2 separate regions of the Drosophila melanogaster genome follow, and region 1 is linked to region 2. A link is a contact called in public Hi-C data. All regions are on one chromosome and are shown on one strand. The core of a region is the stretch at or near the end of the contact, and the rest is flanking DNA. Distances in the headings are between cores, read along the strand shown. Region 1 holds the start of flfl (falafel). Region 2 holds the start of rin (rasputin).

The links. A called contact is a pair of places that touch in the nucleus more often than the background predicts.
Region 1: a Hi-C map of the Kc167 cell line shows a contact between it and region 2, with 2.0 times the contacts expected there. A contact is called at or near these places in 20 of 107 Hi-C or Micro-C datasets (the Clone 8 cell line, the D17-c3 cell line, the Kc167 cell line and 6 more) and 1 of 7 datasets of targeted methods (the Kc167 cell line).

What each region holds. Positions count from the first base shown.
Region 1 is chr3R:13,680,493-13,687,310 of dm6, forward strand. flfl (falafel) reads left to right here and starts at 3,429. Exons shown (of 10, transcript NM_142047.4): 1 at 3,429-3,658. It overlaps omd (oocyte maintenance defects), which reads right to left and starts at 6,718. Exons shown (of 9, transcript NM_142046.2): 1 at 6,680-6,718; 2 at 2,535-2,824; 3 at 1,695-2,470; 4 at 1,295-1,639; 5 at 973-1,237; 6 at 491-912; 7 at 1-431. The coding sequence starts at 2,641.
Region 2 is chr3R:13,643,151-13,650,040 of dm6, forward strand. It overlaps rin (rasputin), which reads left to right and starts at 3,854. Exons shown (of 4, transcript NM_169533.2): 1 at 3,854-4,050; 2 at 5,768-6,890. The coding sequence starts at 5,919. sqd (squid) reads right to left here and starts at 3,154. Exons shown (of 7, transcript NM_001260159.2): 1 at 2,603-3,154; 2 at 19-59. The coding sequence starts at 2,769.

The DNA.
Region 1 (6,818 bases), core at 2,179-4,678, 37 kb after region 2:
CGTGGAGACCAGCTCGACCAGCAGCAGCGAGACCAGCGAGTAGCCCTCCACGTTGTTGGGCTTCTCCAGATCGGCGCAGCATGCATTCAATGCCTTAAGATACAGCGCCTGCTTCTCCGCATCGCAGTTCCGCTCGCTGGGGGGCAGCACTGGTCGCAGACCTCTGCCTATAATACCGGAATGCAGCACGGAGCGATTCGAGTTGGCGCCAGAGCTGGTGTGCAGATTCTGCAGGATGAGGTGTTCGTGCTCGGGTATCTCAAGCTCATCGAGCTGATACACCTCCAGCTGACCAAGCAAGTGACCGTGATAAAAGAGCGCGCGCTCCACCAGCTCGCGCAGGCAGACGGTTCTCGCGATTTTCCGGGCGGAACACTGCCTCTGCAACAGCGTGTAGGAGCGATGCGAAGCCGCTGCTCGACGGATCACAGCTAGAATGAGATATGGTTAATATATTGAGGCAAGGCTAAGGAACAACTATTGCGCTTACTCTTCTCGGTTAAGCCCACAAAGAAGTACTTTACGCTTAGCGTGGCCAGCTTGAGGACTAATGGAGTGCGCAGGACAGTTGTCCGGCTGCCGGCTTCAATGTTGTTCAACAGATCCACAATGAGATGGGCCAAGCGCATGCGGGTAGCGTCCTCATCATCCACCTTATCTTCTCCCGGCTCCAATTTTGTGCGCTTTCCGTAATCCTTGCCATTGCACAATTCATTGTTGTTATTGCTATTTTTACTTTGCTGCGCCCGGAATTTATCCGCTATCCGCTCGGCGGCATCCCTGTCTATCCTCAGGACCAGTTTGTTAACGGTGCAGTCGAAGATTTGAAGGATTTTGGGAAGACATTCGTTGAGGGCTTGGTTCAAATGCTGCGCTTTGATGTACGGAGCCACATTCTTGCTCTTGTGCATCCTGATGGAGATTATGAATTTGAAACACTAATTATATGTATCTAACAATAGTAATAATTACCTGGCAAGTATGTTTAGGTTGGAGAAAGTGTTAAAGGCTTCTGTGGGTGTGCCCGGCGGAACTGGCAATCGATTGTTAACTTGAACATCCAACGTGATGTCCTCCAAGACCATCTTGAAACCTGGCGTGAATCCCGGAAAGTTAACCATGCCGCTTTGTCCGCCAAGTAAGCGAATTAATGCGCCAATGCCATTGGGATTTTGAGCATACGACTTCTTTAGAAGTTGGGATATAGTTTGGTAGTAAATATTCGGGTGCTGGGATGCTAGAAAAATAGTTCGTAAAGTCTGCCATTTCAATATCTGAAGAACTTTCTACTCACAGACCACCAGCAGTAATCTCACCGCTGTTTGCTGCTCGAAGAGATTGGTGCTGAGGCAGCTCTTCCACAGCATGTACTTGGTTTCCTCATAGGCCAGATCGGCCAGCAACGGGAAGTTCCGCTGGTTGAGCACCCACTGTTCCAGCTCCTGCATCGAATTGTCCAGGAAATCCTGACACCAAACATACTTCTCGGCCATTTTGGCTGCCGTAAGGAGCAACGTCGCTCCACGCTCGTTCAGGCGCAGCACGGCATTATTCAGCGTGGGCTGCATACCGGCAAACATTTTGTTGCTCAGCCACAACGGCGCCTTCTGCACTATCACCTCGCACATGTCCTCGGTATCTACATGACATTGTGTTAGAGAAATAATATATCTCTTTATTCAACCAGTACTTACAGATTTCGACTAGCACATTGACCAAGCTCTGCAGGATCGTGTCCGAGTAGTTGGTGGTGATCAGCAGGAAAGGAACAACGGCCACGTCCAGCGGCTTCTTCGGTGCGAATCCCTCCCTAAGCATCTCACGAAAGGCTGCCCTAAGGTGCTGTTCGTGGCACGAGGTCATATAATCGAGGATGCCCGCCTCCGAATCCAGGTGGCAGCGGTAGTCATCGACGAATCGCTTGATGCCGCACTGTAGAATCTGCATGATGATCTTGTAAGGGAAACAGCCGCCCAATCTCGCCACAATCCAGTCGAAGGTCATGGGAAACCGGTGAAAGGCATTGAGCATGATCTCCACGCAGGCCTCCTCCTCCGGTTGGGTTAACTTTCGGAAACAACTATTTATAAGGGTCATCAGCCCGTGCATGGCGCTGCACTCCAGCCAATAGTTGCAGCTGGCCGTGATGGTCATCCGCCGCTGGGTGTACTTATCGGACAGCTTGGCCACTAGTTCCAGACTCCAGTTGGCGATGAGCGGCGACCAGGCGGGCGGTCCCTTCCACACCAGACTCTGCAGCGCGGTCTTTACCAGATTGAAAGCCTCGTATTCCGGAGCACGTTGCTGCTGCTGGCGATTCCCGGCCAGCTTCACCTGGGATACCGGCATACCGGTCTTTGGGTCGGCCATCTCCGGCGACACATACAGCTGCACACTGATTTCGGCCAGCAGGGCGAAGTATTCGAACACAATGTCTCGCGTGGCGGGCAGCTCCTCCAGGAATCCCAGTCTGCAAATATCCATGGAATTATTTACTACGGGCATCATTATTAACCACCGCGGTTGCTACTCACGCGAGCTTGATGAGATTGGGGCTGGTCAGCAGCTGCGGACAACTGTGCCCATTGCTCACCGTCTCTATGAAGTGCTTAAGCTGATCCAACAGGTTCTGGCGCAGCATTTTGTCGTCCTAGGCATCGGGAACGCAGCACCGAAGTTGGCCAAGTGAGCAAATGCATCGCAGCAGCGGGTCGCTGCGTCTTTCACTCGGAATACCAAAACGACGGGGCACAACTGCAGGCATTTGGAATCCGCCGCCACCTGGCCACACTAAGGCGGCAGAAAATTCGAAATTCTTTAATATCTGAAAATCATAAAATTAACAGAATAATAAATATCTTAGCACTCTAACGTGTCATTACATTCATTATAAACTAGCACCTGAGATTAGTTTAAGATGACACTTTACATTCAAGTTAAATTAAGCTGGAAAAGATTTCTAATCGGAATTATGTGTTTACTACAATGCTAACTTTCGAATCGAGGATGTAATTACTGAGTAATCAAACTGTTTGCTCTTTTTAATACTAAGTAAACGTACTTATAGCTCTATTTTCTAATTTTATAATATTTAACGTGTTTTTGTTTTAAAATATTATCGTAACAGTAGGGAGTGCGAAAAACGGTAACACCAAAACCCAGTTCGTGCATTATTGCACACTCTTTTGGGGCGAATCAAGAGCGAAAGACAACATGGCGTCGAAGCGGCGAATCTGTCTCGCAGTTTGTCGTGCTGTTTGCTTTTTTCTGCTCTGATTTGTACAAATATTCATTCAAGGTGCTCCAGTTTTGCCAAGTATATGTTAATAGAGTACCATAACAATGGTGGCGTCACAGGGGTGCTAGAGTTCGATATCGATAACAGCTCACATTCTCGTCATATGCAACTATCGCTGTACTCTCTGGCCGAGTATCGATACGCAGATATTATCGTCGTGGTCAGACCAACGCTCTAGCGTCGGTCCGCGGAAAATAGCGAAAATTACAATTATCCGGGAAGATATATTGGTCGAAAACTAACTCGTGATCCCCCAATAAATATGCGCAAGAGAAAATTGTATATAAACTGATCGAATGCAGCCAGCGTGCTAAGCACTAAAAGCGAAAAACGCCAGAAACAGAAACAAGGAATTGCAGCGTGAGTGTATAACTTTTTGGTTTTTGCCCCCGCGCTCTTTCTCTCTCTTTGCTGCTCTCTCTCTCCCGCTCTCTTTTGCCCTCTTGCGGCTTCTGTGTTGTCTGCGTGCTAGTGTGTGTGTGTTTGAATTTTACTGTGAATGTGACCGACGGTGTGTTCTCACGTACTCCGTGGATGATTTGCGGCCTTGCCAGGGAATCGGACTATATATCCCGGCAATAGCCCATATTGGATCCCGATTTTGAATACAACTCGGCTGATTTGCTTCTTTCAGTGTCTCCCCTTTTATCGCACTTTATGCAACAACGCATACCGTCGTGTTGAATTTCCTCGCTCTCCGCTGTGTGTGGTTTGTAGGTGTGCGTGTGTTCGAGGTGAGTTAGCCGTCGTCTGTTTTTCTTTTCCCTGCGTTTTGTGTGCGTTTCAATGAAATGCAAAATCGCCAGCGAATATCGCGGAAATGCGCTGCTCCTAAATATTATGTATACATAAATAAAGTATCGAATCAAAACAAAATCGGCTTGCAACAACAACAAAAACATTGCAGAGTGTGGGTGGCGCGTGTAGCGATCAAAATTGCGTGCATGTGTAATGTGTGTGGTGGAGAGACGGCATTTTTCTTTACCACACGCCTCTTCTTCTTTCCCACAATACACTGCAATTTTTGCGATTCTGTTTTGCGCCTGCCATTCGCAATAATTTTATTGAATGAACCGCAAAAGAGACGGCCCAAAAAGCGATGTACTTGCCAGACGTTGTGTCTGTGTGCGTCCAAGTGTCTGTAGCGCGTTGTGTGTGTATCGCGTATGAAAATACATCAACTGTTGGGCATCAACAAAAAAACGGAATCAAAAATTTATAATAAAAAATGAAAGGAAATTAGCTGACTTTGTAATCGCAATCGGAGAGTGTTTACTTGCTAAATTTTCGAGTTCTCCGCCCGTCTCTTTCCCTTCATCCCTCCTGCCTTCACCGCCAATACCACCCCAAAAAATTGCATACATGCACACACGCCTTCGGTTGTGCGAGTGGTTTAGTGTGTGAGCGCGCGCGTATTCTGCACACATTGTCATGCATGCAAAAAACAAGATACGACGCGTTCGCAATCGTTAGATTCCGTCTCCCCCAATTCATGGCGTTTCATTGCTGGGGGCGAAAGTAAGAAGATAACGAAAGGGATATGCGAACCACTTCCTAATGAAGTCCTGCATCCTTAGCTTTTGGATTCCCACCTCTTCGCCTTCTCCTTCTTCACACGGACACTTGCAGCGTTCGCGCCCATGCGTGTGTATGTGTGCGAAGAACAGGAAGAGAGCAGCGAGACTCCAATTATCCATTTACAGTTGCGGTTGAAATGATGGAGCATAGTTGTATTATTTGTATTCACACAATTACCGGTGGTATTTAAAGTCTTAACAATATTTATTAATTTCCTGCTACCTTCCTAAATTTTATTCATAGTTTTAATACTGTACCCAAGTACCTTAAGTTCCCTAATCAGATGTAAACTTGTTGATAGGCATAATTCCTATCTTAGTTTGTATTTTTGTCTACTATAACCTAAACTTAATTCTACTACGAATTTAATTACAACATACTAAGACTGTAATCTACAAACCAAACGAAAATGCCTTGAATAAAAGAGGTCTAGTGATTCATAATACGATTTGCACACGTGTTATTAACTAGGTAGTAGCGAAATAGAGTCAAAAAGGCCACCGACTTGTTCACAACTGTATCTCTTACTAACTTCCCTATAAAAACTAATTGTTGCTGGGGCGAAAAAATACTGCCAAGTTGTCATATTTGCCGGACTTTATTGATGACTCGACTCCAGAGCTCTATATTTCGCACACAGATTTTCTCTCGGCACTTTTCGCAACCTTCTGCGGCCGCTGGTTATTAATAAAAATTAATAATAAACGAAATCTGTGGCGCTGTGCGGCACTTGGACACACTTATGTACACATGAGCATTCTCGTGTTTTTCGCAGCTGATTGCGTAAACGAAACCGCTCGCTACGTTTGTTTTGAATTGCTACTTTTGTTTTGGTACCGATTCAGACTTGGAATCCGATTCAGTTACAGATTGAGATTGAGATTGAGATACTCAGGCTCTCCGCCTGGGCTTCAATTCTCCTGCGGGCGTTATCAGTGGCCTATGGCGCTTTATTGGAATTACCATGGAAGTGGGAACTTAATCGCTGTGCAAATCGCTTCGAAACAGCGCAGCACGCATTTTCCCCGACGTCTTGCAACCTTGGGCGAGTGGCACTGCGGGCGGTGGGTGGTGAGCGGTTGGGTGATCTAGAGTGACGTAAATATTTGTGGTGGACAGTCAACATTGAGGTGGCGCTCTTCAACGATGACGTAGCTTTTGCCACTTCTGTTTACTCGCACATTATTTCACACACTTCTCCATTGATTTTCGCCGTGCAGATAACGAAATAGTGGACTGATTGTTAACTGTGTATAAATGAAAATATGGGTATGATATGTGTTTATTTACACTTTTTTTCTGTGTACGAGAATGGTTAGATTACTCCCCTTCCTCGTTTTGAGTCACCCGCTCTCTGGCCCTCGCCGCTGTTTGTTTTCTTCGCGCGCGTGTTTGCTCTCGCCGTGGGGCGAAAGCGCAGCGATAATAGTGGCTCAGATATAGTGTATACTATATGTATAGTAAACCTACTCATACCGAAAACCCCATCGCACAGATACGGATACATTTACAGATACACGCGCGCACTGCGGAAGGCCTAGATCTAATGGAAAACGCTAAATGTTTGTAAACAGACCGGGCACATTTCTTTTCTTTTCTTAATTATTTTTTGCATTTCGCATTTTAGTTGGCATGGTCTTCTCACGGCTTCTCTCTCTTCACACATCTTTCTTCCGAAAATACACTCACACACACGCACACCGAACGTAGCTTTCACATTTTCATTCATCGCAATCTTCGCCATGAAGTGTTGCAAAGGCCCCAAGATAAGATATAGGATGCACTTGGATACCTTAACCTCACCTTTTTGCGACAATAGCACACGAATAATCCAATTTTTTGTATGACGTTGTTGGGCGAACAATTTTATAAGTCTTGGAAAGGAATTTCTGTGCTGTGTTGATACACAAAACAACAAAATAATAAAAAATTATAAATGGTA
Region 2 (6,890 bases), core at 2,604-5,103:
TTTTAGTTTTATACTTACTCTCAGTCGTTTCCCAGCTCAGACCACCGACAAACAGTTTCCTGCGAAAGTTTAAAGATTAATTGGTTAGATTGATGGTATCTTAAAACATTTCAATATAGATTTAGGGAAATATTTTGGTAGGAAAAGGTTTATCTGGGAAAATCAGGCACGAAAAATAGGTTGTGTTTGATGCGCGAGGCAAATACTTTCTTAATTTACTTTAAATTTTTTCTTCTCTTACTGATTTTCGTATTGGCTGCAAAAGAATTTGATGACTGGGCAAGAATACAAAACGAATAAAAAAAACTCACCAAATTTGAAGTGAAAAATTGCTTTAGTTACTGTATTGCAATCAAAGAATTGATCGGATAGTGTCAAAATACTTGCAAACTCGGAATGAGCGAAAGAGTTCGAGGAGCGAGCGAGCGATCGATCGAGAGACACAAAACGAGCGAAAGATATAGATATATAGTATATATAAGATATGCAAGAGTGAATTATTAAGTTTTTGTTTTGGGTATGCTTAAGAGTCTTTGTCTGTACAAATAACAATTAACAATTAGTCTTTATTCAATAGGATGAGAGAAAAGAATGCAAAGGTTTTTATGCTGGATTGTGGTTAGTTTTACTTTCTTTATTTGGCTGTTTATTTTATTTTATATTTTTTTTTTTTTATAAAAAGGAATGTTGAAAAAATATGCAGACACTTATAGTTTACTATGATGTGTACGTTACTCATTGATTTCTGGACTTTTTGGAAAGATATCTCATCGTTCTCGGCGGATTCCCGGCAAATTTGGAACAGTCTCATCACACGGCGGCGGAATTTCGATTGCAATTTAGTGATTTGTGCTTCTTTTTTGTGGCAATTCGTTACGTTACATTCGTTCATTGTGTTTCTTTCTTCGGGCGATATATAATGTATAGTTTTTGAGCTTCATAAAACAAAACGAAAAAACTGCGAGTCTCTTTTTCACTCGGTCTCTCTCTGTCTCCGATTACTTGGTACTTTTTTGTTTTTCTTTTTTTTTTAGGTAATTTACAAGTTATACGTTAAGAGATACAATACAATATATACTCGTATACAGTTTACATATGGATCCAATTTTAAATCGAGATTATTTCTTGATAATTTTGTGTGTTGATAGTTCTATATATTGGCTGACTGACTGATTGTTTGTTTGTTTTAGTTTTGGATAGATAAATACCATCAGCATCAGTATCGGCGGAGCGGAGACTTTTGGAGACTGGAGTGTGGAGAGGGTTGCATATCCTCCAAGTATAAGTCCGCCGAATCCGAATCCGAATCCGTAACCGTTTGCCGGGGGCAGGAATACGAATCCAAATCCATATCCGAATCCATATCCGTCTTGAGCATAGCTTAAAACCCTGACCTGGGGCATTTCACTTCTCTCAAAACCTGCCGGAGAGGAACAAGGTTAGTTCGCTCACAAGACAACAGGATAAGCTATGATTTTCGATTTAATTTCTCCATTTCGTCCTTCTTCCTTTACGGGGAATAATCTGCATCTGCTTCGTCAGCGCTGGTTTCGTATTATCGTTTAAATGTACAGTATCGTGTGACTTAAGATTAAACTTAGATATAAAATGATCATAAAGGATGGGCAAATGAAGTGTACGCTAGACCTAAAAACCAAAACGCAGGGGAGCAAACAAGAGGACCATTCTACTTGATCATCATTATCTCTATGCTTTAATCCATCAAAATTATTTATCATTTATAATTTACATTAATTGTTCGTTAAATTAATATTTTGGCGCCTTGGCAACTCCAAACAACGCCGGCTGTCGCTCTCTGAGAGTAAGAGCGCGCAAAAGAGGTGGCGAGCGAGCGAAGCCGGCAAGCAAGAGAATAAGTGAAAACTGCAAAACACGCACACACCTACAGAACAGCGGGCGTTAGGTTGGTATGTATGCCTGTATGCAGCCGCCATTTTGGGTACAAAACTGGAAGAGCACAAAATAACAACGAAATAGCCGAAACAAAGAGTAATGCGAATTAAAAAGAATACACTGACAAATACAAACATAACTTTTTCCAACGTTTTTTTTCGCCACATTTTTTGCAAGTGAAAGGCAACCGTATGATTTGTGTTCGTATGCGTCACAGTGTGTCTGTGGGGCAACGTGGGAAACAAACATAACCTCACAAAGGGGAGAAAATGTGCTCCTAGCTTAAGAAAACTCTGGTTTTCATTGCGGAAAGTGCGTGTGTGTGCAGGGGAAAACGTTGAAAATTTTCCATGTCTCCCGAGACTGTGATGATGCATTTTGGCCCGAAGATTCTATTAATATGACTGAAGTACAGTCGCACCGACACCTCACACACACACACTTAAACACACTCCGACGCACGAGCGCAAGCGAGAGAGAACACAAAAGGGGTCAGACTTCCCCCGCAGAACCCCGTAAAATCCAATGAAACTCGACCAACGACGTTAGCTTTGCATTTACGTAACAGAGTAGGCAATATACACTATGTAGAAGCAGAAAATCTATGGGGGGCACATGATCATCGGTTGCCCGTTGCAAAAATAAAAAAGAACAAAAAAAAAACGTATCCGCCGGATAATGGACATACCTGTCGTCGTCCCGCTGGCCGGATGCGGCCGATTGGTTGTCCGAACTGCCGTTGGTCGAGCCGGCGGCGCCCGCATCACCATTTTCAGATCCCGGACCGTCGGCAGTCACGTCCTTGGTGAAATCCTCGCCGTTTATTTCTGTATCCACTTGCTTGTTCTCGGCCATTTTGTGTGTTTTCGACTGATCTACTAATTTCGGGGGCTAGGCAGCACGATATTCGTTTTTTACGCAGAGCCGGAGATTTTTATACACACTCGCCAAAAAGTCGCGCGTACGAATGAAATGACGACCGGAAAATGATAAATGCAAACGACAGCGTGTGTATATGGGTGCGGCGTTGCCACCTTGATGTTTTCCCAGTCAAGTCGATTTGGTATTATTTTGGTAAATATTTGTATTGTATTTGCTTGCTCTACCTGGAGATTGTTAGCTATACATTTGCCAAGGATTAAATTGGGATTTTCTGTACGATACCACCCCAAATAAGCCTATATAAGGAGCTAAATGGGCGCGTGACTTGTCTGCTTGCAGTATGGCAGCTTTGATTTATACAATGTACACACACCTATGAAGAGAAAATGAAAAGAATACCAAAAATTTTATACAAATATTTTAAAGCCCAGTTTACACAATGGACAAGTTACTTGGTTTATAAATTCATTTTAGTTGTATTAAAGGTTTAAATATTTAAATAAATATTAAGTATTTCATAAACATTTATAATTTTATAAATATAAAAAATACAATGTTCATTATTTACTATGTGTTGGGAACGAAAACAACATTTACATACAAAGAATTGTTTAAAATCGAATTTTCATATTAACTTCTTATAGGCTGAAACATCAACAATATTTTAAATCATTTAATTGGTTTATATTAAATATTTTTATTTTTTGCAAAAATTTATACAATTTTCATATTCGGATTTCCCAACAGGTTATAATATAACGTTATTATGGTTTTTATTTATTTGCTATATAAAATGTTTCCTTTAAAGAAAGGTGTTTCATGAGCTTACTCAAAAAATCGGAAATGGCTAAAATGAAAATAAGTTTTATAAAACTATTTAAAAGAAACTTAGCGCCCCTAAAATGAGCTTAATTGAGCTCAAATATGAAAATATCAAATTCATCAAAATATTCTATGGAACATACTAGATTAACCACCCCAAAAAAAGAAGTGTGTGCACACCCTTGGAAAAGCCGCCATCATTCACACACCAACACACGCGAAACCAAGAATAAAACTGTGCAGAGGCAAAAAAGAGGAAAAGAGGAACGAACGTCGGTTCTCTTCTCGATTCAACACACTTGTCCAATTTCATTGCGTTTGCGATTATTTTCTACTCAAAAGCCACAACATATGCATCGTAACTTAATTCAACAACAACTGTGATCGCCAAACATCAGAAAGCAACAAAAAATACACGTCAAGAATTGCCAAGTTAGTTATTCTCAAAAAAAAAGACAAAAAGAATTGCAACAAACTAGACTAGTGTGTGTGTGTGAGCGAGTGAGTGCATTGGTGTGTGTGGCTGTGTGTTTTGTGTGCAGCTTGCAATTTTATACTGCATTTCATACGTTTCGACTATCGTTTTGTAAATTAAAAAAACCGCATAATTTCAGCGCTCCACTAAGAAATCCAACTCTCCCCGCCCCCCGCAGGAAGATAACAAAGAAAAGTGCTACAAAAAGTGCCGATTTTTCGGCAAACTTCAACCCAAAAGCAATACACACTGTGCATTACAAAAAGGAAAAATAAAAACGAGGAAAAATATCGCTTAAAAAAGGTGAGCCGGCGACGGCCTCGTGTGCGCGGTCTAGAAAAACTAGCATTTTCCATTTTCAAAGGGGTGGCGCATACTAGGAAAAAATCAACATAAAAAATGCTAAATGGGCGTATATTTTATTATTGCGGCAGGGCTCTATCTCTTAAATTTTTTTTTTTACCATTTTAGCGGCTTTTTTTATTATCGCTTGTGCATAACCTAAAAATGTACGAAAAATTTTGTTTTTGTACATTTTTGTTTAAATGCTGCTCTTCAACTATAGCTTTCTTTGTTCTTCCTACACACGCGGTTCGCAAGCAGAAATAGAGTGGGAAAGAGAGAACCCGAAAGAGCGGCGCGTTCATAACCGAATATGTGTGCGTGTGGGTTTGCCGCAACTCATTGTGCATTTTTTGTTTTATCGGCAAATGTTTATGGCTAAAATGGGGCAAAGGACACCTGCAAACATTGATATTTACTTACACCTTTTAACGCTATTTCAAGTGTTTTTGCAAGGCAGCAATTTGATATTTTGGCCAAGCTGGAGTTCATTGTATGCGGCGCCACAACCTTGAGACCCGAACATAACCTCAATTTAATTCATGCTCCTCGCTTGGCGGCTTCTTTTTTTTCTTTGCCAAATTGTATGAGGTCATTTACTCGCGCACACACACACACGTGCAAAGTTCAGTCAGCCAGGATCGCAGGCATAAAAGCTGGAGCACGTGCAGGGTTAAATGTCCTGCGACGGCAAGCAAATTGGAATTTTTCCTGACAGCTGCACTACACCAAATTTCCCCTTTTCGCATGTGCAAATGTGTGTGGGCCCCAAAAGTGGGTCAAACTGCAGCGCGCTGCGTCTGTTTTATATGCACTGCGGTAAAATGAGCTCCCTGTTTTGGGTGTACAAACCTCCCCCCCTCCCCGCCGTCCTTGTGACCAAGCGAAACTCTAGATCCTTATTGGAGAGCACAGCAGGGGTCAACACTTTGGTAGTCAGTCACATTTCTCTAGAAATTTATGTAAAAGAAGCACAGATTGATTTAATGGACAGTCTGAAAATCCAATTAAATTTGTTTCTTATATTTGCGTGTTTTACCGTTATCAAGCCTTAATTCTCCAAATTAAATTTACACGTGATGAAATTAACTGATAACACAACTAGTGATTCATTATGGTTTCTATACTTTTACCGGCACAGGTATGAATAAGCCATCTTTGAACACCTTTTGGAGATTGTAAGAAACAGGGTAGCAGCTTCCTTTAATTTCAAATTATCAGATTGAAAAATCTACACAGTCGTCTAGGACTTTTGCCAACTTTTCTTTTTTTTTATTAAAAAAACCAGACAGATTTTCATAGTGCGCGTATATTTTTTGCACTATTTCGCAGACGTTCCCACACTCTCAATCGACACAGATCAGCCACCGTGTCGATAGATCCGAGCAGCAGCTAGAAAGAAGGGAAGCAGAAATTGGAAGCGGAGACAAAGAATCCGAGTCGAAGAGTCCGTAGTTCAGAGAGGAAGAATCAAACGCCAGCTATGGTCATGGATGCGACCCAATCGCAGCAGCCTTCGCCGCAATCTGTGGGACGCGAGTTTGTCCGCCAGTACTACACGCTGTTGAACAAGGCGCCCAACCACTTGCATCGCTTCTATAACCACAACTCGTCGTACATCCATGGAGAGTCCAAGCTGGTGGTCGGTCAGCGGGAGATCCACAACCGAATCCAGCAGCTGAACTTCAACGATTGCCACGCGAAGATCAGCCAGGTTGATGCCCAGGCCACTTTGGGCAACGGTGTGGTGGTTCAGGTCACCGGGGAGCTATCCAATGATGGCCAGCCGATGCGGCGTTTTACCCAGACGTTCGTTCTGGCCGCTCAGTCGCCGAAGAAGTACTACGTGCACAACGACATCTTCCGCTATCAGGATCTCTACATCGAGGACGAGCAGGATGGCGAGTCGCGATCGGAGAACGATGAGGAGCACGATGTGCAGGTCGTCGGTGGCACTGTGGATCAAGCTGTGCAGGTGGCCGGCGATGTAGTTGCCCAGCAGCCGCAGCAACAGCAGGCTCCTCCGCAGCCACAGGCTCAGGTCGTGGTGCCCCAGCAGGTAGCTCCTGTAGCGGCCGGTGGTGCTGCCCCACAGCAGATCTTCTACCCATTGCCAGCGGGTGCTGCCGCCGGACGTCCTGTGGCTGTTTTGCCACCAGCTCCGCAAGCCGCTGCTGTTCCACTGCCCGCGCAGTTCACCGTTCCGCCGCCACAGCCCATCCAGAACGGTGTGGTGTCGCACGAGGAGCTGCAGCAGCAGCAGGTGCTGGTCCCACCCAGCGTGTCTCCCCTGGTACAGCAGCAGCAGCCGACCGGCACGCCTGTGTTGCCCATTGTTCCAGTGCCAAGCGCGGGCTTCCAACAGTCGCCACTGGTGGCACCACAGCTCATCCAGCAGCAGCAGCAGCAGCAACCGGCACAGCTGCCCCCGCAGCAGCAGCAGCAGCAGCAACCT